7 separate regions of the Mus musculus genome follow, and regions 2, 3, 4, 5, 6 and 7 are each linked to region 1. A link is a contact called in public HiCAR-type, HiChIP or PLAC-seq and promoter capture Hi-C data. All regions are on one chromosome and are shown on one strand. The core of a region is the stretch at or near the end of the contact, and the rest is flanking DNA. Distances in the headings are between cores, read along the strand shown.

Region 1 (4,229 bases), core at 762-3,261:
AAGACATGCCCATCAGTACAACAGCAGCACAAATACTATGGGAGTAACCAGCCACTTTACGGTTGGTATTAACATTTTGTCTAAGCTCCACCCCACAGTTACCTGGCTACAGCCAGATATGCCTGGCTCACTATAAAAGGAGCTGCTCGACCCCTCACTCTCTCTTGCTCTTGCCTTCTTGCTCTCCCTCTGTCATCTAGTCCCCCTCTCTCCCCATTCCTCTCCACGTGCTCATGGCCATCTTCTCCTCTCCTCCGCTCCCCTCCCTTCTCCTCCCCCCCCCCCGCCCCTTTTTCTGTCTCTCCTACCCTGTCAACTCCCCTCCCCATTCCCTGAATAAACTATTCTATACTATACTGTGGTCTTGTGGCTGGCCCCTCAGGGGGACCTCAGTATGGGCCCACGGAGGCATCCCCTTCCCCCATACTGACTACACATCCACCAAACATTCACACACACACACACACACACACACACACACACACACATATATATATATAGGATTTAAGTGCCACTCCATAGGATGAAACCCATACTTGGCATCATTATTAGGCTACGAACCTATGCTAGGGAAGTCATAGGCCCTAGGGGAAAACTTACCACTTTATGCTGCTAGATAGTGTAAACTGACTTATTATTATACCCATAAATGAATGTATTTTCAACCCTCATCTAAGAGGCTTCTATTGCAGTAGATAGTTATTAACACAGTTGTTAATACTCACAACTGGCCAAGGTGCAGAGACTAAAAGACTACATATAACTCTTATTCCTAAAAGGGACATATGTAACACTCATATGTTACTCTCACAAGGCTCAGGGATCATTGTGAAAGGAAAAAAGGTAAGACCTGCAATGAAACCTCCTCTGGACACAGCATGCACCAACCCTGCGCAAGCCTAAGCCAGCATGGCAACTGCTGGCAATTCTGAGCGGCTGGGAGAGGGAGAGACAGTTTTCTCTAGGAGTGTAGCCTCCCTCCCACCCTTCAGTGGAAGACCACACATCCTAGACTATTTGGGTAGTACAAAGCAGTCTTGAAGGAGGGGTGGAGTATGGGATTGGTTGAGTCATCCATGGTGGATATGAACCAAACACATGATATGAAATTCTCAAAGAACTGATTTTTTTAATGTAAAAACAACTGCTTAATATTAAAAATCCACAAACTGTCCAAACAAGAGGCTCTCCTAAACTAGTCATCCTAGGATCTCTCACCTCTTACTCCTTCAATAGATGATTTTTGTTTTCTTGGGGCTTGTTGGATTTTTTTGGGGGGGTGGTGGTGGAGGGGGGATTGTTGTTTGTGTTTTGAGACAGTGTTTCTCCACATAACCCTGCTTGTTCTGGAACTTAATATGTAGACCAGGCTGGCCTTGAGCTCACAGAAATCCACCTTTCTCTGCCTCCCAAATACTGGGATTAAAGGTGTGCGCTGCCACTCCCGGATACAGTCTTTTAAGGAGTTGCCTCTTGATTTCCACAGGGTTTAGAATATCAAGCAATCAAGACTGTCTGATTTCTGCATGTGATGTCAACTTAGCAATGTTTCAATAGAACAAAGGGGATAACCAACTGGCCTCCTGTTCCCATTCTGAAGGAAAAGATGGAAGGACCCAGAACACCACACCAGGTGGCCAGCCTGGCTGTTGGACTATGACAAGGTGCGAGAGCCTGGGGTGAAGTGTTTCTGCGTGAGTGTGGTTCCCATTCTGGTATGTCCACCTGCACCGCTGGGCCTGATCCAACAAGTCCGGATCAAACAGGCTCCAGCTGGCCTAGTGCTTAGAGGCCAGAGTAGGGAAGACGCAGTACTGACCCTTCCTGCCCCGAGACCCGGCCCATGCCCTCCCTCTCCACCTCCCTCTATTCCCCACTCACTCCCTTGGTCCCCGGATCCTCACCAGCAGCGCCAGACACCATGCGCACATGGCGAGGGAACACAGAGGCAGTCTGCAGAGACAGCTCACCAGTCAGTCCTCACCTTGTTCTGCTGAGAGGCACTCCGCCTGCCGAGTCCCGCCTCTGGCATTACGTGGTTCCGGCCCGGTGAGCTTGAGCTTGAGTCCCAGGCGGCACCGCAGCGACCATATTTGTTGAGGGCAACCGGCTTCTGCTACCAAAGCGACGGAAACCTGAGCTCCCAGCCAGCAGGGGCGGGTCAAGGGTTGGGTCTCAATCTCACTGAGTCCTGAATGCTAAAACTTATTTGGGTCTCAGATTTGGATATTTTTAGCAAAATAAAAATCGAGAACCATGAGGTTCCAAACGCCACTCGGAAGCATTTTTAGTTGCATCATCCTGGCCTTTACATAGAAGGAACCTTTAAATGTGCTGTCCTTCCGAACAGGGCAGAGAACTGCATAGCTTCAGGGGCTGTGGATATTTAGTTCAAAGTTATCCGAGGTGAGGGGGAGTTTGAGAAAGCAAAACTAATTTTAAGTATTTTTTTAAGTATTATTTTAAGTATTAGATTTCAATTGTGTTTTCCTTGTCCCAAGTACTACTTTAAGGATAGAAGTAACTCAGATCAGACACACTACCAAAATCTTAAGACAGGAGCAATATCTCATTCGGTGCTTTAAATATACTAAAAAAAAAAAAAAAAAAAAAAAAAAAAAGCTCTGTAGCCAGCGCTATTCCAAATACATTACACACGAATTTATTTAGTTCTAAACTAAAGGGTAAATAGATGTATTTTGCCCCTGAGGCACAAACAACGCTGTAAATGCCTTCAGCAAAGCCTGCCAGGGTTTATCAAGCACAAATTCCAGAGGGCTTTGGAACTTCAGGTGTGTCTAAATGGGGGGGGGGGGGGGGGGCAAGAATTAAAACCATTCTTTAAAAAGACTCCATTAATAACATACCAGAGTTCTTTCTCCCATCCAGGGCAGCCAGCCCATTCCTCCCTCAGAAATAAGTTTATTGTGATGTAAGTAAACAGGTGTCAAGATAGAAAGAAGCCCAACAAAAAATAGGCACCATTAGAAAATGGGAAATTTTCCTGATTAAATGTTGCCCCTAGCCTCCTTGCTCCTCCAATGCTCCCACCCCCTACACCTTTTCCCTTCAAACAGTAAATACGTAAAAACTTCCAAAGAAATCTGACAATCACAATCTACAAGAAGACTCATTCACAAACTCAACACTCCCCAACCTTCTCCGGCTTGGATTTGGAGGACAGAGAAGGCACATACAACAGCACGTTTCCTTAAGAAGTACCTTGTAACTGGAACCTTCAGCTACCTGATTACTTTGGCCCTCAAATAAGCTTCTCTTCATTTAAGGGCTGAAGGCACAGATAGGAAACAGCTCTTCGAAGTAAAGGCATATTCTAAACATCAGTGGACTAGAAAGTACAGTAAGGAATTGAAACACAGCAAAGAGCAAGAATCAGATATTCAGTTAACAGAAATTTTAGGTCCATAATCAAGAAAAGTAAAAGGAAAAATGTAAATATACTAAAAAATTTACAAAAAAAATTTTAATAAGGACCTACTTGGGCATTCGGTCTAATAACCATTAAGAAACTTATCAAATGTCCTTCCTTTGGCAGCACATTTTAAACTAAAACCCAAGTGATCCAGAGAACATTAACATGGCCCCTACAAGAGGATGGCACACACATTTGGGAAGTAAAAACTCATCAAAAGGCAAATAATTGTGGAACAAAAGACAATCCCAAAGGCCACAGAGAGGGAAGTATTTTGTCACAGACACAAACTATAGCTAATAAAGGGGCCATTGCACTGGTTGCCAGGAACTTAAAATTCTAATCCTAGAGAAGTACCGACCCCTCCCACTGAGTATGTTTTTACTCTTCTTTACATCGAGGCAAAGGTTAGGGCTGGAGAGTTGAAAAGCTTGGAAACTGACTGGAAAGCAGGTGAGCTTAAGTACCAAGAGTCAGGAACTCCTGTGTATGACAATCAACTGAAAATGCAAAAAATGGTAAAAGAGCTCAGTGCTCCATTAAAAAGCAGAATCTTCCTCACTCTTCCCTTCTACTTCCCCTTCCCCAGTATATGTAAACGTCAAGAACAGTCACGTTGCTCAGCTAGTAACTTTGCAAAGCAAGATTTATGGTAAGGAATTTGCTGCCAAAGCTTTCCAGATACAACCAAATGTTGGGAGAAGCTATGAACACTGGGAACACTATAATACACAAGATGAAAAGAAACTAACATCCAGAAGCCTAAATGATTTAAGAATGTTTCGGTGTACAATGA
Region 2 (4,229 bases), core at 985-3,484, 1.4 Mb before region 1:
ACTTCATAAAGTTACTTCTATTTGCAAAGCACCGTATTTTTTCCACAGCAAAGAAAATTCATAGTGTTCTTTATAGGAATTCTAGTATTATAATTATGATTATAGGAAAATATTTTTTTCAGGAAAATCTGTATGTCCATGTGGTGATGGTCTCCCTGCTTTGACTCACACTATTAATTTACACCTTGAAATTGAATGCCTGCTTCATACATCATTTATCACCTCGGACTTGGGAAATGGTCTTCCTTTGCAAGTGAACTTCATAAGTATCCTGCCTAGATGAGTCCCATCCTAACTAGCAAAAACAACAGTAACACACACACACACACACACACACACACACACACACACCTGCATCTTTTCTTTAAAAGCTAGAACTTCAAGTCCAATCATTTGTAAACACTATAAATATGAGTTTAATGAAAAGAAGTGAACTCTCCTTAAAATAGAAGTAAAGTTAGGTTTGGGTTTTCTTTTGCCTGGGTCACACTGGCAGGGAGATAACATAGAGAGAGACGAATGCCCCGATAAGCACAGTGAAGAAGGGCTGTTGTTCTCGGGGCGAAGTACAGCTAAGGCACTGACCAGGTTCTTATGACAAGTTGGATAAAACGTGCAAAACTGGGGACTAATGAAAGCCATATGACCAGATATGTTGTTTCGTGTGCCGGATTTAAGATGCATAAAATAAACTTTTCACTGTGCCCATAAGCAAACTGTAGAGGCTCTGGTCTCCTGATGTGAAGTGGGGAAGGTTTCTTTATGACACCAGGAGCTGTCTGTGAAAGGGTCTCTCTTGAGGGCTTTCAAAGTGTGGATGCTAGCTATATGTGGGGGAAGGGGAGGGGCAAGGGGAAGGAGTATTCTAAGATCCGCATAAGAGAACTGAAGTAGGAAATAAAGTTGCAGGGGAAAATGACAGGAATATGGGTGGCAAAGACAGAAAGATAATCAGTGATAGTCATTTCCATTCCAACCCCAACCCCGGGGTGAACATAAACCTTTGGAAGAGAGGCACTTCCATGCTGTTTGATAAGAATCCCTGAGCATCTAAACTCATTTCTTGCCTCACACATAACTTCAGGGAAAGTCCCACTTGCACCCGAATGTAGATTGTAGACTGGCTTGGCACAGAAAAGTGCCCGAATCAGACCCCAGCTCCGGGGCGCCCTCCTAATTTAAACTCAAGCCTCAGTGTTTCCATCTATAAAGTGGGATGTATAATTTCAGGATCAAAACTCAGTGGTCACAAAAGAATGTTATTTCGGAGCATCCCTGTAGTTTCTTAAGCATGTGTGTCATAAGAATGTTCAAGACCCTGACTGCAGGGGCCGCCTCACACAGGGTCACTCTGAGACCCTGTTGGCCTTTGACACCCTGAAAGTGCCAACCTGCTAAGCCAGTCTAGCAGCTATGACGTAGCTGAATCTCCCCCAACCTCAGAGCTGGAACCACTTTGGGAAAGCCTCCTCTCCTCCATGGAAATCCAGGTGGGGGTGGTGGAGGAAGCAGGTAGGTTAAAATGCTTCTGTGGAATATTCTGGGCTGAGGATCAGCGTTTCCCAGCTGAATTCCAGGGCCCAGGGCGTGCGCTGGTCAGCGCAGCTCTGAGCGGGGTTGGTTTCTCTTTCACTTCCTGCCCCTCCCGCGGAGACTCCCTGCACCCAGGCCCTGTCCCTTTTCAGCTTGCCACCGTACCTTGAGCAGCACCTGCTGGCAGTTTCCAGGGATCACTCCCGAATGCGCAGCTCCAGCCCGGCTCGCGGGACGCCTGGACTCAGGGGCCAAGCTGGTCCAAGCGGCCGCCTCTATTTTTACCCTGAACACCAGCAAGGGCAACTTCGTTTAAAAGCGCAGCTCTTGATTTTTCCCCCCCTTTTGGCAGCTAAAGAATTCAGGGAGGGGAAAGAAAAAAAAAAAATCACTGTTCAGTGAGTGCAGCCGGGAATCTCTGATCCCAGCCCTCGGTGCCAGGGAATGTCAGGGACCAGGACCTGCAGTGGGGCTGCCGGTCTCCTGGCCAACGGAGGCGAGCGGCAGCTCAGGCCCCGCACCCGCAGACTGCCCCTTCCCGAGTGTAGAGTTCGGTCCCACCGACTACCGCACTGGCAGAGTGGCCCGCTGCCACCGCGCTCTGCACCTAGCGGAGGCGTTCTGATTTACTGGCTACTTCACAAAGCTCCAACTCCACGCTGGCCCGGTGCTGCCTGGAGGAGCAGCCACTAGCGAACCCCGGGAGCAGCTTGCTGTGAGGAGGAGCCCGGAGGGAAACTGGTACCTTATTTTACTGTAATTGCAAAAGAAGAGATGTGCCAGAGATTTATATTTAGAAGTTGTATGTTTCTACTTTTATGTAAATGGAGCAATTAGGGCCTGTCTTGTTTCTGCTAACTCGGATGCGTGAGCATTGCTGGGGAGCTGGTGTTTTCAATCACAATTAGTGAGCTGGTCAAGAAACAAAGTTCCTTTGAGGATAGAGCTCCTTTGTGTGGATGAGGGAAACCTGCGTTTCAGTGCTGGCCGGTGGCTTGTGGTGACACACATCTTAGGGGCATAGCTAACTCTGGACTAGTGTGTTTGCCCTGTGCAGCAGCTGGGCCCATATAAAGTTGGCAGAGATCAAGTCGTGAGAATATTCACTTTTCCTCTCAAGCAAACCGTATGTCCTTAAGCTTTCATGCAGGCTATTAATCGCTCTTCCCTCACTATCCCTGAAGCAAGGAGACAGGCTTGGAAAGGAAGCCGTTTTCCACGACTCTGACTCTGTGGTTAGCTGCTGCTCACAGATCCTGTGATTCAGTGAAACATGCAAGCCAGAGAATGTGGACACCTTAAGCAGGTGACTGACAAGTGTCCTCTGATTCAACTGAATGACAGGAGGCTGGTGGTTCAGAGGCACAGACAAGCTGCTGATAACTCAGGGTGTTTGGTTCCTTCCTATGAAAAATCTGTTTCAAAAAAAAAAATTCATGATTTCTGCCTGCCTTGCTGGGAAAGTAAACATGAAACGTGACTATAAAAATGAAAAGAACCTTTGAGGTGTTCTCATCAGCTACGTGTTGTTCTGGGCTTAAGGGGTGGTGGGGGGGGGGGGAAGACCTGGCCTCCTTGGTTAGGGTTACCCTCTCCCCCACAAGAGACAGCACAACATCCAGAAAACATGGGCAGGACTCTGAATGATATTTGCTGCAGTAAACTGTGGAAGTCCCTGTCTAACCATCCCATCAAACGGCTTTGGTAGAGTATGGGGTTGGCAAACCTGTCTGTTTCCTACAGGCCACAGCCTGCAACTAGTTTGGGCCAAATGTTAGATACCAGGATTTGGGCCAGAGATGGAGCGGCACTTTGCAGTCAAAAATCCAACTAGGGGGCTGTGTGCTTCTAAGCTAGAACAAGAATGAATAGTTCAAAACCGAACTGGAAAGGGGGGCATTCACATTGCTCTGAACTGTATCCAAAACAACAAATAAGAGACGGTTAACCCCAAACTCCCTGATTCCTAAGACTCACATTTTTTCTCAGAACCACCTGAGTATCCCTTCAGGCCTCATGCTGTCTATGAGGACCTGCCTTCAGGATATTGAAGACTGTCATCTGAACAGTGGCCCCAGATGCTACAGTTAAAAAATGGGAAAAGAAAAAGAAGGAAAAATTCCGTAAGTAAAGCGTTGTTGTTCACTCCAGAACAGCGGTTCTCAGCTGAACTGGTTTCTCTCTCCGGGACATCTGACAATGCGTTCAGCTGTCATAACCAGGAAGGAGGTGCCACTGGCATCTACTGAACAGAGGCCAATGCTAAGAGCTCTCCTACAATGCACAGCACAGGATGGTGCCCACGCTAGAAAAATTAGCAATGATTATACAGTGAGAAGCCCTGAGTTAGAGTCATGATTTTAAGATTTCACCCAATTCCCTTTCCATCTGTGCTGCAAGAGAACTTGGAAACCCAGACTATAACACTGGAAAAGAATCCAATTATGCAAAGTATTAGTGATTGAAGTGACCCTGCTTCCTCATGCATGCATGGTACCCAATGAGTAGAAACTCATATCAGGCAACAAATAGCAGCCTTGCAATCCCCACCCACATTCTCATATGCCCTCAGCACATTCTCAGCCAGTTTTTGGGTTAAACCAAGGGCAGTTGTGGTGGCAAGAAACAAATCTTGATGGGCTGACTCATACCCAATGTCTTCGAAGATAATGGACTCACTGAGAAAAAGTAAATGA
Region 3 (4,229 bases), core at 640-3,139, 1.3 Mb before region 1:
TTTATACCAGATTGTTTTTGAGACTTCCTTTTGCAAAGCATTTAATCTAAATCTCTTCACCTTAGCCTCAGGCAGGTGTCTTTGGACAATGGCAAAAAGCAGCCACAGTCTTCACCAAAATATCACAACAGTCTCTCAGACACATACTAAAATTCTTCTCCTCTAAAACATCTAGAACCAGGCCAGACCAGATCACAGTAGGAAGAGGAGTTTAGTATGAAAACCTATCCATAGCTGAAGAGTTATTGGCAGTAGTTACATGCTTAGAAAGGGAGAAACAGTTTTCTCTAAGAGTGCAGTCCTTCATAAGTCAGTGGAATGCCACAAGTCCTAGAATGTATAGGCAGCACAAATGGAACTTGGCAGGATTAAAAAGGAGTCTACACAGTTGGATGAGTTGGGTGGATAGGTAAAGGATGTGGGCATGTGGGAGGAGTTGGAAGAGGGAGTGGATATGATCAAAACCCATTGTATGACATTCCCAAAGAATTAATTAAAAAGTTATAATGTAGACTAATCATATGAAGAACAGAATGGATAGTGTGTGTCGAGGAATATCAATTGGAAAACTGAATACTTAAAATATAACAATGTACCATGCTCTCTTTCTGCTCTCAGGTGTGTTGACTACTGGTGTCATATGAGTTTGCATGAAGCTTGTGCATACTGTCGTAACTACCATAACCAAAAGCAAGGTGGAGAAGAAATGCTTTAATTACATTATTCTTCAACATTCACAGTCTGTCACTGAAGGCAAGCAGGACAAAAACTCAAATAAGGCAGGGACCTGGAGGCAGGAGCTGATGCAGAGGCCATGGAGGATGCTGCTTACTGGCTCTTCTCCACATCTGGTTCATGCTGTTTTCTAATAGAAGCCGAGACCACCAGCCCAGACTTGGTACAATGCACAATGGGCTAGGCCTTCCCCCATCAATCATTAATTAAGAAAATGCTCCATAATCTTGCTACAAGCCCATCTTTTTTTTCTTTTTTCTTTTTTTTATTGAGTATTTTATTTGTTTACATTTCAAATGCTATCCCCTTTCCCAGTTTCCCCTCCGGAACCCCGCTAGCTCATCCCCCCTTCTTCTATGAGGATGCTCCCCCACCCACTCCTGACTCACCATCCTAGCATTCCCCTTCACTGGGGCATCAAGCCTTCACAGGACCAAGGGCCTCTCCTTCCATTGATGCCAGATAAGGCCATCCTCTGCTACACATGCAGCTGGAGCCATTGATCCCTCCCTGTGTACATTTTGGTTGGTAGTTTAGTCCCTGGGAGCTCTGAGGGGTCTAGTTAGTTGATATTGTTGTTCTTCCTATGGGGTTGCAAACCCCTCAACTCCTTCAGTCCTTCCCCGAACTCCTCCATTGGGATTCTCACACTCAGTCCACTGGTTGGCTACATTCATCCACATCTGTATTGTTCAGTATCTGGCAGAGCCTCTCAGGAGACAGCTGTATCAAGCTCCTGCCAGCGAACACTTCTTAGAATCAGCAACAGTGTCTGGGTTTGGTGTCTGCGTATGGGATGGATCCCCAGGTGGGCAGCCTCTGGATGGCCTTTCCTTCAGTCTCTGCTCCACTCTTTGTTCCCATATTTCCTTAGACAGGAACAATTCTGGGTTAAAATTTTGGAGGTGAGAGGTGGTCCCATCCCTCAACTGGGGGCCTTGCCTAACCTCTGGATATGGTCTCTATAGGTTCTCCCTATCCTTTATTGGGTAGTTCAGCTAATGTCATCCCCATTGGGTTCTGGGATTCCCTTGCTCTCCTGGCATCTGGGACTTTCTGGTGGCTATTCTTAGTTAGCCATCCCCTATTGCTACACACCTCTGTTCAATTTCCTGACTCTCTATACATCACCCTGTCTCCTCACATATCTGATCCTGCCCCCTTTTTCTGCTCCCACTCCTCTCTTCCTGCGAAGTCCCTCTTACCCTCTACCTCTCGTTAGTATATTGTTCCTCCTTCTAAGAAGGACTAAAGCATCCACACTTTGGTCTTCCTTCCTCTTGAGCTTCATATGGTCTATGAGTTGTATTGTGAGTATTCCGAGCTTTTTGCCTAATATCCACTTATCAGTGAGTGCATACCATGTGTGTTCTTTTGTGACTGGGTTACCTCAATCAGGATATTTCCTAGTTCCATCCATTTGCCTGTGACTTTCATGGAGTGATTGTTTTAGAAAACATTTTCTTAATTGAAAAAAAGCCCTTTGACAGCAAAGTACTTCACACTATTGCAAGGGGAAATGCCAGCTATTGTTGTGGATTCAATTCTTGACCAAGCAGTCCATGTTATTCCAAAAAAGTCAAAAGATAACTTATGAAAACTGCACCGAAGCTTCCCAGTCTTATCAGGGTTACAGATGAGATTCCCCCACATCCTGTGTTAACCTCACCTTTCTTTGTGGTTTCACTTCTTTCTACATAATTAAGATACAGGAAGTTGCAACAGCAAGGAAATTCTACACCATGGGCTCCAATGATTTAACATCTGAAATGCATGTGAAGGCCTTTCAAGAGCTGCTGGTGATTTTCACACTTCTCCCAACACCTAAAAGGTGTTGGGCTCCATTGGTGAAATCTGCAAGGGTCTTTGATTTATGGATTCTCTATGAATGTTGTCAGTCCATTTGGACTCTACCTTCACAGAGATTTCCCACTTCATCATGGGCTGTCTATTGTCACTAACCTGATCTGAACTTTCCTCTACTTCAGAAATACTCTGAGATTTTAATACATTTATATAGAAAAGTGCCCACAATATAACTAACGCATGGCTCCCAGATGTTGAGACACTGAACAGAGACACTCTGAATATAGGCTGATGGATGATGAAACTCAGCAGGGAGGTGAGGGGCAAGGACAAGGCCATTGTTATGCAACAAGATTGCCAATACATTCTTTAATTTTAAAAGCTTTCTTCCCCCTACATATACACAAGCCCTAGCTGACCTAGCAAATACAATATCAAAGCTTTCAGACCAGAATACATTCCCTGACTACTCAGGGTATTTAAAGACAAAAACTCAGTCACAAAGAGACACACAAGAACAAAGACTAGAAAGGGGCTGGAATACTCAATACTAAAGAAAGAAAATAAATATTTCTTAGGGCCTCAGAAACTAAAGTCCTGCAGAAGTAAGTTATCTCCTTAATACCCACACTACATCCATTTTTTTTAGTTTTTCACAAAAAATAAAATAAAATAAAATTTGACAAATTATAATACATTTATGAGTCTCTCCATAGTGGCGTTTCTATATATGTTACAGCAAAGTCCCTGAGAAAATTATTATTATATTAATCAACAGTGAGTCATTTATAATTATAGTTTGCAATCCTTTATTTTTAAAAAGATCTACTTTCATTTGTATCACAGTCTAAGCTTTTATTTTTTTCTTAAATTTCACATCATAATTCAAAATAGGAAATTCCACTGGAAAGTTGTTTTTAAAACAAAGAATTTTGTTTCCAAAAAGAGAAAATGAGAGAACAAATGGGCACAATGATGCCAATAATTGCATGCTGCATGATTTTTATAATGAAGCAGTTTATTACAGCTACTCCTATGGGTAGGACAAAATATTTGAACACATTTTCAAACCAGTTGGGGACTTACTGAATCTTAGTAATCTTTATTACAGGTTTAGCTTTAGGATTTATGACTGATCTATTTGTAGTGAAAATCAAAGGGTACACACATGTTAGTATTTTACTTACCCAGTCAACTGAAAGCCACTTCCCCAATACTGTAGACCTCTAAGAAGGAAAGGCTGGTGAAAACAAAAACTACAACAAACAAGCAAACAAACAACACCAAATATGCATGGTTCCTGAAAACAGAGTTCAGGACCTACTGACCACCAATAAAATAAAATAAAATAAAATAAAATAAAATAAAATAAAATAAAACCATCAGTTTATACAAAGGAGAAAATTCAGGCAAAATTAACTCAGAAATTTCTCACCTAAGCCTAAGATCTCTTAAATCAAATAAGCAGCTCACTTGAGATATGAAGTGAGTCCAGCAAGGATAAGAGCTCCTGTTTCCATGTCCCCTTTAGTGAGCATCACCATTTTCTTCTCTCCTTTAATGGCACTACGAGAAAATTAGATGAGGGGTGAGTTTTAAAGAGGTTAAATTTTTTAAGAGGTTAAATTGTCATTCCAGTTGTTGAGTCAAAGATATTGTTATTGTCACAATAAGTAGTGAATAGCATT
Region 4 (4,229 bases), core at 713-3,212, 1.1 Mb before region 1:
AGGGACAGCATGGCAGCCAATGGTGGCGGGGACAGGAAACTCAGCACTCAAATCCTGAACCACATGTAGAAATCTGAAAACATAAATTTGAAGTATGCATGGCGTTTTAATCTCAAAGCCTGCCCCCCAGTGACATAATTCTTGCAGCTAGGCTGTCCCACCTAAACCTTCCTAAACGGAGCCACTATCTGAGGACCAAGTTTTGAAATACCCATGACTGTGGGAATTTTTTATTCAAGTGATGATATACAGAAGACAGACATAGAGATGGATGTAGCTTTAATGGCGGGTTAATCCCCCCACCCCCAAAACCATAGACTAACCTCCCACCCCTCTCTTCCGCCACCCCCCACCCCCACAGAAAAAAGAAAACAAACACAGTGCCATGCAAGTGATATCTTACTTTGAGTTTTTGGTGGATGGGATTCGAAAGACCCCACAACAACATAGACTTTTACCATTGCTTTTGCTCGCTTGAATAATTGATGTTAATTCCCTATTGCTGAAGACACCACATACTTTGGGCATGGAACTGACAGAAATGAAACTGATACTGACCAGAAAGCATTTTCCTCAGAGCTCTCACACTGTCAGAAATGCTATGAAGGTTCTAGACAGTCCTACCCAACTCTAAATCCCGTGAACCTGCTTGTTTGTTTGTTTTGTTCTTGTTCAGGAAGGAGCTCCAATCATAGTGATCAGATGTAAACACATGAACAAAAGGCCAGTACTAATTGGACTCAGTAAGTCACACACACACACACACACACACACACACACACACACACACACAATTATATACGAAGAGATGCCGCTGAGTGATGGTGGCGCATGCCTTTAATCCCAGCACTCGGGAGGCAGAGGCAGGTGAATTTCTGAGTTCAAGGCCAGCCTGGTCTACAGCGTGAGTTCCAGGACAGCCAGGGCCATACAGAGAAACCCTGTCTCAAAGAGAGAGAGAGAGATGGGGAGAGAGAGAGAGAGAGATGGGGAGAGAGAGAGAGAGAGAGAGAGAGAGAGAGAGAGAGAGAGAGAGAGAGAGAGAGACCAATAAGTTGAATCAAGGCTCTCAGAGACTAATCCTGACTCTGAGATTCCCACTCACATGCGCGTGATTCCCAGAGCACCTGAAGTCAAAGAGATGTTCTCCTGGTGCCCGGTTCCTTCCCTCCCTAATGGGCTCTCCTCCTGACACCCTGGCTGGAAGCTTCTTCCCCCAGACTTTGTCATTTTCCAGGCTTTTGTTGTCCTCTCTCACACAGTATTCTGGATCCAAGGCCCCCGTAGAGAAGGACCCCTTTCTTGCTGTCCTGTTTTCCTCTGGGTAGTAGACACTGGGCCAGCTCTGTCCCTGACCAATCATGTGGCACTAGCCAGCTGACTCCACCTCTCTCCTCTTCTGCTTTTCAGATCTGTTTCCCCCTTCTTCTCCCCACCACCCCCACCCCAACCCCCACCCAACCCCACCCCCAGGACTTGTGGTCACCCATATCTGCCCTCACTCTACATGCTTAGTAGCTCTGGCTGTCCTGATCTCCTCTACATTCGTGTTTGAAAGGTTGCCTGGTCACAGATAAGGCAAACAGTTTGAATAAAGGGAACATGTAAAAGGAGCACCTTGCTAGGCCATGCGAGCAGAAGTGGGCACGAGACAAAGAAGCCTCATTCAATCTTCACTGTCCTTGCGCGGTGATTTGGGCCCACTGTGAAATTAAGGAAACTGGTTTGCCAAAGGCGGAACTGTTATCCACTTAGGCACAAGGCTCCCTGGGGCAGGCCTCATGCTCTATCTCCCAAAGGGCCTGAGGGAAGTCATTTTGCTTGTTCAGAAAGAGTAAGGAAGGGGGAGAGAAGAGGAAAAACAGCTCCAAGAATGCTGAATTGGCTCTCTGCGGGATGCTGCCGGCTGCTGCTTCACAGTAGAGATGCCAAACCGAGCCTAGACCCACCCTGTCAGCAACAGCGCTCTTGTCACAGCAGATCCGCCAATACAGCCTGCGCCACCGAGGAATCCTTGTTTATTTGTATTTCGTGCTAAGAAGAGACTGGCCCAGATCCAGGAAAGCCACTCCACGAAGCGGCGCCCCTCTCCAGCAGCTTCCGATTGATTCTAAACACTACATGCCTGGAATAGTCAAACCAAGACGCTTTTTATCTGCTCACGTAGGTTCTCGCTAACACCCGAGAGGAACGATGCTCTCCTGGGGATTTTGGCAAAGTAAAGCGCGGGCCTGCGGGCAGCCATTCCGCATGTCGCCGCGCGGTGGCGGAAGCAGCACAGCAAAGGGGTTCAGCGAGGAAGCCAATAACTAAACCGTGATTCTGCGCCCCAGGACCTGGGTCGTCCCCTGTGTGCAAAGGGTCGCCCAGAAGGAAGAAGGGGAAGGAAAAAGGACAGCGGCGTCCCATGAGAATGGAGAGTGATGGTAGTGTGTTCCAAAGATGCGTTTTGTTTTGTTTTCTCTGGCTAACACCGGAAATAGAAGCAGCAGAAAAGGGACTGGAAGGATTCTCCCTCTGGCACCGTGCAACAGCAGCTGTTCTTTGATTGAAATGCTCTGTTACCGTTGTGTATGAGGCTTAATCGCCCAAGGAAGCTGCAGCTTCTCCCATTCACTTTCTTCCATATTCTCCCAAAAGTATACGTCCCAGTTAGCTACTCTGTAAAATTCAGTTCTGGTGTCCCCAATCCAAGATTTCTTTGTCGGTGTGGGCTGTGTGTCCAAGCCACAGTCTTGCCCATACATCAGCTTTGCCTCTATGCACCACGCCTTCCTACCCCCACCTACAGAGTGCCTTTTCTAGTCAGCTGGTTCCCTTTGGCATCCTCTTTATTTCATCTTTGGAAGGGTTGCCTATCCATATTGAATTCGTTGAACCCTGTATTTGGAAGCACAGCAACAATGTTCAGCCTTGTCCTGATGCCCACTGGCATCCTATATAATTCATTCTGTCCTGATTATCTTGTTAGGTAGATGAGACAATTGGGGCTCCACAGCTAAAGTAAGTGGTAAGTAGAAAGGAGCCCCCCTCTCCATGTCCAGGTAACTCAGGCACTTGCCTTTGCCCTCAGAGAGGGGCAGCTTTGTCATCAGGTTCCTCTGACCAGTTATGGCTAGGACTTCATTTCCTAAGCAGGATGAAGCTATGTTCTGGCATATTCTGAGAGGTTCTGGACAATGGATCTATATCCCCAACACCGCATCCCGACTATCACAATCATACTCCATCCTCTCTCTCTCTCTCTCTCTCTCTCTCTCTCCCCCTCTCCCTCTCCCTCTCCCTCTCCCTCTCTCTCCCTCTCTCTCCGTCTCTCTCCCTCTCTCCCTCTCTCTCTCTCCCTCTCGTGTTCTGCTACATGCCACCTGTCTAAGTGTTCTGGAAGGCCAGAGAAGGCCATGATATCCTCTGGAGCTGGAGTTACAGTTGGTTGTAAGGTTGCCCAGTGTGGATTCTGTGAATCAAACTAATGTCCCGTGCAAGAATAGCAAGTGCTCTTATCTGCTGACCCATCTCTGTAGCCCCCTTTCACTCACTTGTTAAGTGTTGTTAGTAAGATATTATTCTGTGAAATTAAAGATTAGACACAAAGCAGATAAGGCGCTGCATGTGCAGTAGAGTTTGTTTAGGAGGTGCTGTCTATCATTCTTCCCCGACGTGTGTTACCAGGTATTCAGGATTACTCATTCTGTAACTGGAGAGAGATGCAGCCAAACTCCAGCAGTTCTGTGGAGTTACTAAATAAACAGTACAATTCAAAACCATGTGGCTGAGGACATTAACTACACAGGGATAATTGAAGGTTAAAACCTAAGAAACCTTAAAGTGGCTCATTCTTTGACAACATCCCAATGAAGGCGTGTCCCATGACCCTGGCCCTGGTATATTCCTGTCTCCACAGACCTGGATGGAAGAAGTTGGTCTCCAAGGAACTTTCTCTAGTTGTCCAAGAATGTGGGACCTCATGGTTGGTTTCAGTATGTGTGTTCATGTCTCTTTGCACAGCCCACGATTGGGCTGGCTCTGCCAGAGCCTCATTTTCATGATTTGGTGCCACACCCTGGACTTATATGTTAATAACACTTAAGCCTAACCAAGACTCTCCCCAGCAGTTGTAGAGCAGGGCTAAGAACCATGTTTTTCAGATAATCCTGAATGGAGAGCTTAGGTAACTATGACCCATCAGTTCACCAGTCCAGAGTGTCTGAAATGGACCATGAGGTGAGGGC
Region 5 (4,229 bases), core at 569-3,068, 1.1 Mb before region 1:
CCACCTGTAGAATGAAGCTGTTGTCTGTACTACTATCCCAGCAACAGGACTACATTTACTATTTAAAGACTATAGAATCACATCTGAGTTCATACCAATGATATTATTTCATGAAAAAAAAAAGTGTCATAATAGGGGTTGGCTACCAAAAAAACCATGCTTGTGCTTCGAGGGTTAATACAGTGAGTTGGCTTTATTTCTGCAGGAAGGCAGGAACAGTCGGTCAACTTCATTAGATCAGGTGGCGAATGATTTAATAAGTTTTGCTTAAATTAAAAAAAAAACCTGCATTAAACATCTGTAAAACAAAACTCAGTGAAGCTCGTTAGTTGGTGGACACACTAATGTGCCCTCAGGTACACATTTGACTTTACGGGGAGAGGGTTTTTGCATACCTTGGCCTATGTGTCACCCCACTCTGGTCCTTGGCTGTAGTCTTTATAATAAAATTAAACATAAGGATGGTGCTGTTCTAAGTTCTGTGAATAAACTTAGTAACTATTAACCCTACAAGGTCATCGAAACTCCTGCATTTTCACCTTTTCAGAACCATCAATGGTCTAAAGTTGTGGCCTCCATCTGAATTTCCGGCAGTCTTCGTTTCTGAGGTCCCACTCGTGCAATTCCCCAGATGATTAGTACTGGAAGTGAGTTGTGTAACATCAACAGTTGGGGCTGACATCCGAGATACAGTAACAGACCAAACCTCCCTTTAATCTGTTTTGCATTCTTTCTTATACGAAAAACTCTGTGACTAAATGAAGCTAGGATTTTAGTGCACGTGGTTGGCAAGGCTACATTAGAGTCAGCTTGTTTTTAAAACCTTAGCTTTGGCTCTGTGTTAAATCTACTTGATTTAGAACAGCCTCAGAATGCATTTCAAACTCGTTGGTGTCATCAGCATGCTGGGGGCTGTCAGATGCTCTGGTAGAATTGTGCAAAGAGATATTAAACTGCTCAAAACTTCACAGTAAGTGAAGAAAGCCTGGATCAAGGCAACAGAATGGGAAGTTTGCTACTTACCTTCAGTGCTGTGGACCAGTGTAGTACTCTTTGTCCTGTGCTATGAGGATGTGTTGTAGAAGGTGTTTGTTACTGACACGCAGATGGGGCAAGGGCAGGTGAAAAAGATCTTAACTATTTCCCCAATTCAAGTGATTTAAACTTGAAGGAGAAGCTGCTTGAGTAGGGTTTTGGTTTTCATTCTTTGTTTAAACTTGAAGTGAAAAGTTTATCACGATGTTCCATGATCTCATGTTTAGAAGGATGCGGGTCAAATGGGAAGTGTCAGGGGACCTGGCTTCCTGGACACCATAGTCTGTTAAGAGTTAAGGAATTGAGAATGGCTAGGCAATAGACCAGTAGCATCACTCCTAGAGACCCCAGAGCATCCAAGGTACAGGGGAGGAAATCTCTTATTCAGAATATAGACTCTTCCTGAGCTATGGCATAGATATTATTTTTCTTGTCTCCCATTTGCTGCTTATTTTTAAAAAATCTCTTTTGGGCAGTATATCCAAGTATGATTTGGGTAAATATTTGTGAGTATAAGAATCATGTTCAAATGAAAATAAAAATATTTCTTGACTTAACTCAGCTGAGGACCCCAGCCACAGACTTATCTTGGCCACAAGCAGCTTAGACCCCCCCCCCTTTTCTTCCCCTCTCCCAAGATCCCTGGCTTATCTCCAGCTCCATGCTTCAGCCAGCAAGCAAGAGAAGGGAGGTAGCTGGCTGCTTGTTTCCAGCTAACAGCAATGGAATTCCTTGGCCTGGACATTCAGTAATTCCCTGCCAGCTGGCTGTGTACCATTCCTCTGGGAACTCAGTGAATCACACCTCCACAGTGCATTTGGCTCCTACAAGCCCCGGAGGGTTGGAGCCTTGTGCCTGCCAACAGTAAGGGGCTGAGGCCCAATTTCTGAGCCTGGATCATGTTGGGGCCCCTGGAATTTCTGAGTACAGGAGGTTTCCCAGCTGCAGGGGAAGAGTGCTAATCCAGAAGCAGGGAGTATTCAAGCTGGACCATGCAGGCTGCTCCTGGGGAAAGTGTTCTCCCTGCCCCTCCTACAGGCAAAGGGTCCCAGATGTAGACAAGAAAAGAGCACAGACAAGGTTCCCACCTCTCCTCATTAATGACCATGGAAAGGTCTGTTTTGTTAGCTCTTCAATTAGCATGGCCTTAGCACAAACAGGAGTGGCACGCTGGGCTAAATGTACAGCTAAATGCTTATATAGGACTTTTATTTTAATGGCCTGGAAACTGATGACCAAGAGGGCCACCACTACTGAGATATACCCTTTACTCCTGCATTAGAAGTACACATTGTAAGCCTGGGCCCTTTTCAAAGCAGAGATTCAATGAAATTTTAGCTTTTAGTTGTGAATCTTTCTTTAGCTGGAGGTTGAGAAGGAGGTCTCATTAGGTCTAAGCAGTGTGAGAATTATCCTCCCAGGCCCAAAATGTCACCTTGGTCAGTATTTTAAAAAAAGAAAAATAGAAGCCAGCCTCATGTCCCAAGCAAGGCCAATAAGCGAGGCTGGCTCTGTGCTGCTCTTTGCCTACGTGGTTAGCTCACTGGCCAGACCACCTCTCACTTCAGATACTCATACAGCCTTCTCAGTAAGTGAAAAAAAAAAAAAAAAGACACAGAAAGAAGGGTTAGCTGAGCTGCACAGAACTGTGGCAGGATAGGAAACAGAACAAGCAATGAGGAAACTGTATCCTTGCAATGGGAGAGAAACAACTTACAGGCAGTAGAAGAATTACATGCAGAAGTTTCTTGCAGACAACAATAGTGGAGAAAAGTCCTGTCTCTGACCCTGGTTCTTCCTAGTGTTATCATGTTTCTGCTTTCCAGGTACCAAGGCTGCAGGCAGTGGAAGGGAGGCTGCATATCTGGGTGCCCTTCCTACCTGCTATCCTGTTTCCTTCTACAGGGAAGAACTCAGCTTGAAGGAGCCAAGTGTACCCTCTTCTCTCTGATACCCATCAGTTCCTCTCCAGCACCCCATTACTGGCCATCTACCATCACTACTGGTGCTATTGTAAACATTTCCCCCAAAGGGATAACAAAACCAAGCCAAATCGTGTTAATGAGACCCTCTGTTTCTTGTGTTTCTCCTATTTCAGTCTTACCCTCACTTTTTGTTTATTCCAAAGTCACAGTTCAAGTTCAGTAGTGGCCTTCCTGATACATTGCATGCTTTCTGTCTTCACAAGACAAAGCTGTCTGTGCACCCGTGACTCAACTACATTTACCTGGCACATCTATCTCAGGGATGCAGGTAGGTCTAATGTATTTCCCGCTTGCTTTCACACCAACTTTTGCCTTTCTTCTGCTCTTTTTTTGTTTTGTTTTGTATTTTGTTTTTTGAGACAGGGTTTCTCTGTGTAGTCCTGGATGTCCTGGAACTCACTCTGTAGACCAGGCTGGCCTCAAACTCAGAAATCCACCTGCCTCTGCCTCCCAAGTGCTGGGATTAAAGGCATGTGCCACCATGCCCGGCCTTCTTCTGCTCTTTTTATAGTGACTAATTAACAAAGTTAAGTCTCTTGTAGGAGAGAAGAGGATAGAGAAAAGGAAGGGAAGAATCAATGAGTGAAGGAACTGGAGAAAGGAACATAAAAAGCATAAGAAAACCCACTTTTCTCCTCCTTAGAACATAATCCATGTCAAAGCTGCGGGGTATGCATTTCTTCACTTTGGTAACTATTCAGATTATAACATGTTTTGGTTGTTGTCTTTTCATTTGTTTGCTTGTTTTGGAGCTTTGTGCTTTCATCTCCTGACAATGAACTTGGCAGTGCCTTCTCTTCACATTGGGAAGATGGAGTAACATCTGATCATTGGGTAGCATCCTATGTGGAAAGAAATGTGGCATCTTTGGAAAAAGTCACTAAATTCATCTTTGAATCATTTGTCATTCAATTTTCTGGTCTGATTCCTCTTTTTAGCCATCACACTGAAAGTAAGACATCTCCCATAGTGCCCAGTAACTTGGTCAATAAATTCCTTGACTCAGATGTTGTCTCTAACCACATTGACCTCTTTACGTTTCCTCTTCATTTTTTTAATCTCTCTTTTCATCAGCCCAGTCTCCTCACTGTGTCTTGCAGGTCTCTTGGGACCAAGGGTTACTGTTTCTGGTGGAAATATATTGTCTTGTCTGTTAATGTTTGCATTTTTGCATTGGTGTCTAGGCATCTAGAGTTATGAATGATATGC
Region 6 (4,229 bases), core at 467-2,966, 1.1 Mb before region 1:
TAAGAAATCACAAGCCTCATGGGGTTGTAAGTTTTAAATAGTTACTTGCCTTTAAAATAACTGTTTGGTTGCTGTGCCTATAGGTTAGTTGAACACTCCGAAGGATAGACACACACACACACACACACACACACACACACACACACTCACACACACTCACACACACTCACACACACACACACTCACACACACACACACTCACACACACACACACTCACACACACTCACACACACACTCTCTCACACACACACACACACTCACACACACTCTCCCACACACACACACACACTCACACACACACACACACACTCACACACACTCACAGACACACACACTCACAGACACACACTCACACACACACACACACACACTCACTCACACACACAGGGTTAGCAAGCTTTTATTTATAAACCAGATTCTGCTGTCAAAGCATCCCTGTACCCTGCTGTAGACTCAGTGTCAATGAGAAAATGAGCTACTTACTTATGGATGTCAGAAATTCTCACAGGCCAAAAAATATTTCTTAGCATTTTATTTTCAGTTATTTAAAGGCATAAAAATGATACTTAACTGATGGGCTCAGCTCAAGGGCTACACACACACAGACACACACACACCAAAAGCCCCCAAACCAGGCAGTAGTTTGGATCTGACCTATAGGCCCATCATTGTCTTGCCTCCAGCTGAAATGATTACAGGGCTTCCTTCTTGTACTCAAACATAAAATAGTACAAGTAGATGGAGGTAGGTTTTCATGCTAAAGAAAAGAATCTAGAAAGGAATAAAAACCAGGTTGCTAGGGCAAAAAGTCTCCAAGAAAGTGAGGGAGTTCAGCCACACTTTGCTGTATGTATTGTTCTACCTGAAGGTCAAAGAGTGCACTCATTTCTCTTACTAAAATCCAAGCTCACTGAGACAACACACAATGAATAGACAATTGACACTGAACAGACAGACTGATTTCTAAGTGAAGCTGGCCTGAAATTCAATGACTGTGAGTTTATTTGTGGTTTTCACTGAAAATTTGACTTCCTAACAGTGACAATGTTAATCAAATATATAAATAATTTAATTGAAGGGAAAATAATGCATGATTAAATTCTAAACTAATCCAACACTTCGACATGTAATTTGCCAGAGGCCCAAGAACCGGAAAGAGATAGATGGTATAAATTACAATGCCGTGTGTGTGAGACACTCTAAATGCTCCCTGTTTGAATAAACAGGGGACACTGGGACCAGCACATTTCCAACAAAGGCTAAGTCCAAGGACTGGACTTCCAGTTGGAACTTCATCTGGCTTAGGATATGATAATTGATGATATTACCATAACCGGCATAATGATCAAACTAAGGTTGGATAGTCACCAACTATGATCAAGCCTTTAGCAGAATGAGCCAAGGGCCATAATTCCATCTTTGCCACTCACCCTAGTCTGTGAGAGCCTAGAGAAAGGCAGGAGAATTCAATAGCTTACTTGCCACTGGGGAAAGTGGAAGGCACCTCTTTATTTCGAGGAATTCTCTTTGGGCAGCTCTGGCCCAATTGTGAACCAAGGAGACTTGGAGAAGGGCAGAAGAGAGACCTGAAGGGAAAGGAAAGGGAAGCTTTTCTTTTCACTAGCAGCAGTAGAATGGAAGCCTACAATGGACTTCACTGAGCTAATCACCGTCCTTTCTTCGTGCTTCATTATGTGAGTAAGTTCAGAGCAGGCAGTTTTCCTAACCTTCAGCTGTAACAAACATGTGGCTTAGCCACAGTGGGCACTCACACAGCCTTACATAGAGCAGCTATTCAATCAGTTGGGGAAGCCTGGAGGTACCTCTTGCTTTTGTTCTGCACCCTCCCCCCTTCCTTTGGTCAGATTCAATTTCCACTTGGAAAGCACAGCTCTCTAGATAAGTAGGCTCAGTTCTCAGGAACTCCCTGAGAGGAGAAGTTACAGCACTCTTCAGAACTGGGCAGAAATTCACTCCTGCCACCTACCGCCCAAGGTGACTCGCATATCAGTAGACAAACACTGGCTGCTTCCCAAGCCTGTTTTCTCTAGTCAGCAGGATCCTGACAGCAGAGAGCGATTCCTCCCAAGGCTGTCATGAAAAGTCTCGGTTAAGCATATCCAAAAGCAGTCACAGTAGGACATGCAGACCTTGAACCCTTCAAACATTGGCCAGTACCACTCTGCCTTTTCATTTATTTACTCTGCTAGTAAAATAGCAGAGTTTCCTGTCTCCACCTGTTTCCAAAATAACACAGCATTCCCAGCAATTTCAAATATTCCCATATGTGTTGTCACAGTATAAGGTACACCCGAAAGCAAGAAAATATGGTCCTTAGAATACTGCCAAGTTTACGTGATATTCTATCTCTCTGTCTCTGCCTCTCTCTCTCTTACACACACACACACACACACACACACACACACACACACACACACACAGTATTATAGATGTGATAGAGAAGGGAACACAGTAGTGTTTCATGTATAAACACCTAAGAAAGTGGTGGTGAGCCATGGGCATATATGGCTCTCAGACTCTATTCTCTTGCTCTGGCTGGGACTTGCTCCCTCTGCCCGGTTTTATCTACTGTACACACTTTGGCTACCTTGATTTGGGTTCCCAGAGACATTTGTAAAAAGGAGGGACGTGAGAAAGTGATTTAGACTTCATTAAAGTTTAATTCATAATAAAACACATTTGGGAGAGGGAGAGAAATGATTTACCTAAAAGAAAACCAAATTCCCCCAGAATTCCTCCCACTTTTCATCTGAGCTGGGCTGACATCTTCTTGTGTGTATTGCTTGATAAGCAGTATTTCTGAAAAGTTCCATGACTGTCATGGCATGGATTATGCTAGGGACACACTGTGATTGGATTCCTTAAAGCATTAGGGAGCAGAAATAGAAAAACGGTGCAAATCACCAACTATCAGGGCTGAAATAGGCCTTATATATCAATATGCACTTTAATTTCAGATAAACAAAATAATTTAAATTGTTTTTGTGGCACCTGTCAATCTTTCAAACAGATTATTTAAAAAGCTATAGCTTGCTGTGGGAGGGGCCTTCTCCAGAGACTTCACAGACAGACTGCTGCAGCTCCAGCTGGTTAATGATATTTCTGACTCATCTGTAGCTGTCTGACACGCCATAAAAACAGGAAAACAGTAAGAACTTAGAAACAGCACTTCTTAAAGTAAAGACTAATTTCTGATTCCTGCTCTGGGGACATGAAGCATTAGGGGGCTCCTGAGAAGCCAGGACTTGGTTAGAAATGAATAAACGAATCCCCATTGACAGGCACCTGACACAATTAAGCAACACAATTGTTTCTGTTATGGGGAAAAAGTAAATTCTGTTAACAAGGACAAGGCAAACATTATCTATGAGTGAGGGCTTCTGCATTAAGATGGAAATGCATGGGATTAAAATACAAATCCCACCCACTCCCTGCAAACTAACACTGAGGTAAGCTGGGCACAGGTCCATGGAAGTAAAACAAAACAAAACAAAACAACAACAACAAAAAAACCCCATTATCCTTCACAGGTAAAAATAAATTAGACAAAAAAGAGCAAGACTCTGGGACCTGTTACTATGTGGATGAACACTGGAATCCTTCTGTGTGAATGGAGCCATGGAGCAAAGTACAAACTGTGTGGTAATTCCACAACCTCCAGGCTAGGTAAATCTATACAGAAAGAAAGCAGGTGGTTTCCTGTGGGTAGGATACATGGAGAGAACTGAGAATGATAATTGAGGGCTATGGTTTGGTAAAATGTATTCGATATACTAAATTGCTATATGCTTTAAATTATACAGTATGTGAATTATATCTCAAAGATATCACACACTTATATACAAAGGGAAAAAAATATCAGGAAAACCTGCTCTGTAGTGGAATCTGAGGACGATGTGGGGAAACAGAAAAAGTAAAAGAAGGAGAAGGAGGAGGTAGGTGGTATGTAACCTCCCGGGGGGGGGGGGGCTTCTCTTCTGTAGAGACAGAGATGGGATTTTACAAGCAATCCTCAACATACGCTCAAGGCTCCATGTGCACACTCTTATCCCGCCTCATCTCCCTCTCTCCAGTAGGCTGAGCTGAAAGACAACATTTTTGAAGACAGTACTTTCTGGTTAATTTCATAAAGTACTGAAAGTGAACAATCTGGAAACTGCATGGGAATCATACTACTCTATTGATTGATTTTATTGCTTATTTATTC
Region 7 (4,229 bases), core at 495-2,994, 1.0 Mb before region 1:
AAGATGGGCTCCATTTAACTGTAAACACCATGGTCATTCAACTGGTAGCATCAGTACCCTTCTCACAGAAATGATTCAAATCTACTGAGACATTACAGGAATCTTGGCATTGAGATTATATAAAATAACTGCAATAGCTGCTGCCTTTACAATGCTTTTACAAGATAAAAAAGGGGGAAAAAAACCCTAAACCCTAACAGGCCTTGGTATCAGTTAGGTAGCGATAAGGTTCAGGTGCTACTATAGCGCTCATCCTCACTGGTAATGTTCCTGGCATATGGTACTCTTTGAGAATACTTCCTACAAGGCCTTTGTGCTTTCCATTAAAGCAGTCAGCACAAATAAAGAGTCATTAAGCCAGACTTAGCCTAAAATTAGTCCTCGAATAAAACAAAAGAGGAAGGAAAAAAAAACATCAAATTTCATGTGTGGAAAAACCTGAAAATACACGCTAATTAAAAACATTTGACTTACTTTTTGGCTGTACTTGAGAAATCTATATTTCTACTTACACATATACAAAGAGGCATGATTTAAAGAGAAGAAGTGAGGTCCTGCTGGTAAGAGGTGAAATCTAACATTCTGTATATCACGTTTCTCATAATCTCGTGTGCTAGACTTGACACAATCGCTACAGCAGCAGTTCTCAACCTGTAGGGCACAAGCCCTTTGTGGGGTTGCATGTCAGATATTTACATTACAATTCACAACAATAGAAAAATTACAGTTACGAGATAGCGACAAAATGATTTTGTGGTTGGGGAGAGTATGGCAACATGAAGAAAGGGCTCACAGCATTAGGAAGATTGAGAACCACTGCGCTATAGAGATGCTCAATCATAAGAAACTGTCCTATTTGGTACAATCATCCTTAGTGCCTTAACAGGACACTGCGCTTCTGTAGAGACATCATCTCAGCCTATATCTTCTTATTCCAGACACTCTAAATGCTGTCCCATGGCAGTTGATCTTGGTCTTATATGGCTAGAATGCTCCACTGGCATCTGAGTTTGTGCCAAGCATGACAAAGACACAGCAAAGGAGCTATGGGTATTCATCAGAAATAACACTCAAGATATCTGCCCTTGGTTTGGTAAGAGAAGGAATGGTGTCATAACGTGACTACTGTAAGGTTTCCATCATTAAACAAAATTGTTTCCATGCAAGCTTTAATCCACAATGTTGCCTTCAGGTCAAAAATAAAGCGCTACATTGCTACATACAATAATAGGAGGCTCCTTCAACTTTGAGGTCTGTAAAAGGACCCATGTGTTTTTGTAATATTTTTATATTGTTACTGAGTCCTGGAAGGGGACTGAAACTTAGTTAAAAGGTTAATAATAATTCATGTCCAGCTTACTATTACTCAATAACCATCAAAGCCTCTAACTCAAAATAGTGTTTTCTGGCTTACAGGATCAGAGTCATTACACTCTCTATTGAAGACTTTATTGAATTTTACACTAAGCTTTAGCTGACTGAACAGGTCAAGCACCATGGCTCAGGGTTTCCTTTATTCTCAGAAAATCATAAAGCCCCCTCCAGTTCTCAGTGCTGCCAGCTAAGAAACTTGACTCCGCGCAGGGTCAGAGCCGCTGCCCTCCTGCAAAGGTCGCTGATTTGGGAAGCTGCGTCCGTCCCCACACAGCAGCCACTTACATGCACAAGCTGATCTTGGGTGTCGAACTCTCTGGTGCAGCCTTCCCAGTGGCAGTTTGTCTCGTAGATGACTTCAGGCTCCTGCTTGCTTTCATCTTTGTCCGCTTCCTCCTTGACTAGGGTTGTTCCTTCCGGCTGTTCCTGGAAGGGTGAAGGCAAGAAACAGAGGGAAAATCAGGCAGAGTGGAAAAGAAAGAAAAAAGCTGAAACCTGGCCCTGCTCCAGAGACTAGGAACAAAACTGACATCTTAAAACAAACAAACAACAAAATAAACAAATAAAAAAATCCAAGGCAAAAATTAAATAACAACAAAACCCATAAGAGTAGCATATTTTACATCCTATTCCAAACTGTCCCTATCTTGTTCGGTTGTTTTGATTGTCTTCGATCGCTTTATTTATTGTTATATCTTATAATGCAGGCGAATGGCACTGACATACTTTTAGTTCTCTCCCCTGATGTGAGAGGTACTTTGTAGACTTTTCTGTTAGGGATCACACACCTTCTTGGTTTAATATCAGGTCTTCAGGGAAATGCTTGTCTGACTCATGGTTGAGGCCGTGGAAAGAACACCCGATGCTCTGGACAGACTTTCCTAGTCGTCAGCAACAGCTTCTTAGTAAATGCAATGCAAACACTCTCCAGGATTCTAGGCACTAGCTACACAGACAGATCTGAGCCCTGCTGTAGGCTAACATGATAAACTGTTCATGAATACACCATGGTGTAAGCAGCAACATTGTTTGTTCTCCAGCACGCTATGACGAGGATTATTTCAGAACTCCCTCCTTATCATAACCTCATTCAGTCTTCAAAATTCTCATGGAGGGACCCATTGCCTTCCTTCAGTAAGGACTGGGTTGAACCATACAGATGATAACAAAGTTCTGACTGCATGGACCTGAAGACTCTCACTAAGCTCTGACTTGAGGGAAACAGCACTGATCAAACCTGCCATGCCAGGCTCAAGCGCATAAGAAACGGCAATCTGGGCATACCCTACATGTTCTTTAGAAGAGGCGGATTTAAGTGATCAGCAATTCCGTCCTGAATCTATTTGGCGGGACTTGAGTCTCTTCTGATTCTCTGAGCTTTTTGAACAAGTACAAAGTAGCAAAATAAGAAAAGTGGAGAACATAATCAATGAAGGGGACATCATAAACTGCTGAGCTGAAGCATGAGGCCAGAAGCTCAGGAACTTAGGGTCGAGGTCAGTGATAAGAAGCCTCATCACATCTATGAACAGAAACAGACGAGTCTAACCAAACACTCTCTGGACTACGATGGCTCAAACTTCTAAGCCATCTCACCTATGAAGAACACATATCCCCACATAACATCCTTCACTGCAAGTATTTGGTTTTGAACTAGAGAAATGAATTCAGCCAATCGCTAATGGGGTCATTTTCAAACACATGGCCAATGTCAAGAACACAGTGGGTAGGGAAATGTTGTGTATAAATGGAGAGGATGAGGAACTGATCCCAAATCACCGTGAGAGAAGAAAAGGCCCCTGGAAAGCCTGTGTGTCTTACCTGCTGGCCCCGTGACCCTGGGCTGGGGAGGTCTTCATCAGGCTTGATCTTGGACCGCTTATTATGCATAGGGTCACCAGTGCTGCTCACTGCAGACTCGCTTGTGGGCTTGCTCTGCTGGTCATATTTGCAGAAAAAAAAAATCAGGCTTGGGTTAATAAATGGAACTCAAGTAAAAAAAAAAAGTCTGAAAACAAACAAGCTTGTTTGATAATATAACGAGGATTCTGTTAACACCAGTCACCCATGGGAGAGTCCAGATGATGCATTCTTCACTTCTGACTCACGAGTCGCTTGTGGCTTGTGAAAGCTTGAAGAAGAGAGGAAGTGCCCTAGACTTCAACAAGCTAAACTTATTTCCGAAAATGTTGAGTTTGGGTGGGAGATCAGAAGAAACTATGAGTGAAGTTCCTCAATTATAGCATCAAGATGTTTTCCCTTAAACCACCCCAGGCTGGCAAAAGGGTAGAGAGACTGGTGTTTCATGTTTACTATGGAGGGTCATATTGTGCCCAGTAGTAGCCTGGTTACAGTGGAGGGAGTGGATAGTGGCTGAGAGTCCACACACATAGACCATCAATAGAAGATGAAGTTTATAGATCACTAGAGTGGGGCTTTATCAGCTAGCCTACTTTTAATCATAAGCTAACGGCTCTGATAGAAGATGCCCTGGATCACATTCATCAAAACTGAATACACCCTTAGAGAAAAATCAAGATGCCGTATGAAGCCTTAACAATGATGGACCCTGTGACCCTAACAACCAGCATGATGATAAGGCCTCTGTGGACCAAGCTGAAGCAAGGCTGCACCTCTCACCTGTGAGGACTCAGAAGGGCCAGAGCTGACCTGGACGGGGTTCAGAACTGTCGGAATCCCAGGGATAGGTCTCTGTGTTGGAAATGTTGGAGCAGGGTGGATGAGAGGAGGGCTGTGTCCGAATGCGGAGCCTAAGCTTTGCTGTCGGCTTAGGATCTGTTGATGCATGTGAAGAGACACAGGAGCGGAGGGGTAGGTGAAGCTCAATGCAGGGC

Evidence for each region. Promoter capture Hi-C pulls out the DNA fragments that hold promoters and counts their contacts. HiCAR-type assays count read pairs that join an accessible place to other places. HiChIP or PLAC-seq counts read pairs in DNA pulled down with a chosen protein or histone mark.
Region 2: a HiCAR-type map of fibro-adipogenic progenitors shows a contact between it and region 1, with 12 times the contacts expected there. The contact joins the promoter of Inhba here to the promoter of AW209491 in region 1. A contact is called at or near these places in 8 of 39 promoter capture datasets (the 3T3-L1 cell line, 3T3-L1-derived adipocytes, hippocampal neurons and 5 more), 6 of 484 Hi-C or Micro-C datasets (Th1 cells, cortical neurons, myocytes and 2 more) and 2 of 115 datasets of contacts at active chromatin or transcription factors (astrocytes and fibro-adipogenic progenitors).
Region 3: a contact with region 1 is called in an H3K27ac HiChIP or PLAC-seq map of acute myeloid leukemia, with 4 times the contacts expected there. The contact joins the enhancer-like site here to the promoter of AW209491 in region 1. A contact is called at or near these places in 5 of 39 promoter capture datasets (3T3-L1-derived adipocytes, cranial neural crest, embryonic stem cells and 2 more), 3 of 115 datasets of contacts at active chromatin or transcription factors (acute myeloid leukemia, embryonic stem cells and stem cell-derived neural progenitor cells) and 1 of 9 other capture datasets (embryonic stem cells).
Region 4: a contact with region 1 is called in a promoter capture Hi-C map of hippocampal neurons, with 20 times the contacts expected there. The contact joins the enhancer-like site here to the promoter of AW209491 in region 1. A contact is called at or near these places in 20 of 39 promoter capture datasets (the 3T3-L1 cell line, 3T3-L1-derived adipocytes, the C10 cell line and 14 more), 3 of 15 datasets of contacts at CTCF or cohesin (the NIH/3T3 cell line, embryonic stem cells and stem cell-derived epiblast-like cells), 5 of 484 Hi-C or Micro-C datasets (bone marrow-derived macrophages, cortical neurons, ganglionic eminence and 2 more), 29 of 115 datasets of contacts at active chromatin or transcription factors (the NIH/3T3 cell line, acute myeloid leukemia, astrocytes and 16 more) and 3 of 9 other capture datasets (adipose tissue, embryonic stem cells and liver).
Region 5: a contact with region 1 is called in a promoter capture Hi-C map of neural stem cells. The contact joins the enhancer-like site here to the promoter of AW209491 in region 1. A contact is called at or near these places in 9 of 39 promoter capture datasets (cranial neural crest, embryonic stem cells, frontonasal cranial neural crest and 6 more), 6 of 15 datasets of contacts at CTCF or cohesin (the NIH/3T3 cell line, embryonic stem cells, large pre-B cells and 2 more), 33 of 484 Hi-C or Micro-C datasets (the AML12 cell line, B cells, the C2C12 cell line and 22 more), 18 of 115 datasets of contacts at active chromatin or transcription factors (the NIH/3T3 cell line, Th17 cells, astrocytes and 9 more) and 1 of 9 other capture datasets (embryonic stem cells).
Region 6: a promoter capture Hi-C map of epiblast stem cells shows a contact between it and region 1, with 10 times the contacts expected there. The contact joins the enhancer-like site here to the promoter of AW209491 in region 1. A contact is called at or near these places in 12 of 39 promoter capture datasets (the 3T3-L1 cell line, the C10 cell line, cranial neural crest and 9 more), 7 of 115 datasets of contacts at active chromatin or transcription factors (astrocytes, embryonic limb bud, embryonic stem cells and 2 more) and 1 of 9 other capture datasets (adipose tissue).
Region 7: a promoter capture Hi-C map of frontonasal cranial neural crest shows a contact between it and region 1, with 5 times the contacts expected there. The contact joins the enhancer-like site here to the promoter of AW209491 in region 1. A contact is called at or near these places in 5 of 39 promoter capture datasets (cranial neural crest, embryonic stem cells, epiblast stem cells and 2 more), 4 of 115 datasets of contacts at active chromatin or transcription factors (embryonic limb bud, embryonic stem cells and stem cell-derived neural progenitor cells) and 2 of 9 other capture datasets (adipose tissue and embryonic tail).

What each region holds. Positions count from the first base shown.
Region 1 is chr13:14,628,040-14,632,268 of GRCm38.p6, reverse strand. It overlaps AW209491 (expressed sequence AW209491), which reads right to left and starts at 2,011. Exons shown (of 2, transcript NM_134067.4): 1 at 1,905-2,011.
Region 2 is chr13:16,009,856-16,014,084 of GRCm38.p6, reverse strand. Inhba (inhibin beta-A) reads right to left here and starts at 2,234. Exons shown (of 5, transcript NM_008380.2): 1 at 1,995-2,234; 2 at 1,699-1,885. It also overlaps the pseudogene B230303A05Rik.
Region 3 is chr13:15,934,506-15,938,734 of GRCm38.p6, reverse strand. It overlaps Gm31450 (a long non-coding RNA gene), which reads right to left. Exons shown (of 3, transcript XR_001780863.2): 2 at 4,015-4,107. It also overlaps the pseudogene B230303A05Rik. Among named protein-coding and RNA genes, the nearest start is that of Gm31450, 4.9 kb to the right of the region's middle. Within about 2 kb of position 1,889, at least 23 of the 459 cell types and tissues checked have an H3K27ac peak or open chromatin away from gene starts, as enhancers often do. A contact at or near this core is called in acute myeloid leukemia and neutrophils, where this site is marked.
Region 4 is chr13:15,757,329-15,761,557 of GRCm38.p6, reverse strand. No RefSeq gene overlaps it. Among named protein-coding and RNA genes, the nearest start is that of 4933412O06Rik, 43 kb to the left of the region's middle. Within about 2 kb of position 1,962, at least 157 of the 459 cell types and tissues checked have an H3K27ac peak or open chromatin away from gene starts, as enhancers often do. A contact at or near this core is called in the NIH/3T3 cell line, adipose tissue, astrocytes and 13 more, where this site is marked.
Region 5 is chr13:15,739,565-15,743,793 of GRCm38.p6, reverse strand. No RefSeq gene overlaps it. Among named protein-coding and RNA genes, the nearest start is that of 4933412O06Rik, 61 kb to the left of the region's middle. Within about 2 kb of position 1,818, at least 97 of the 459 cell types and tissues checked have an H3K27ac peak or open chromatin away from gene starts, as enhancers often do. A contact at or near this core is called in the NIH/3T3 cell line, astrocytes, embryonic fibroblasts and 6 more, where this site is marked.
Region 6 is chr13:15,705,333-15,709,561 of GRCm38.p6, reverse strand. The region is part of intron 10 of Gli3 (GLI-Kruppel family member GLI3); the gene reads right to left. Among named protein-coding and RNA genes, the nearest start is that of 4933412O06Rik, 95 kb to the left of the region's middle. Within about 2 kb of position 1,716, at least 42 of the 459 cell types and tissues checked have an H3K27ac peak or open chromatin away from gene starts, as enhancers often do. A contact at or near this core is called in astrocytes and epiblast stem cells, where this site is marked.
Region 7 is chr13:15,659,961-15,664,189 of GRCm38.p6, reverse strand. It overlaps Gli3 (GLI-Kruppel family member GLI3), which reads right to left. Exons shown (of 15, transcript NM_008130.3): 8 at 4,015-4,228; 9 at 3,196-3,309; 10 at 1,660-1,800. Among named protein-coding and RNA genes, the nearest start is that of 4933412O06Rik, 140 kb to the left of the region's middle. Within about 2 kb of position 1,744, at least 6 of the 459 cell types and tissues checked have an H3K27ac peak or open chromatin away from gene starts, as enhancers often do.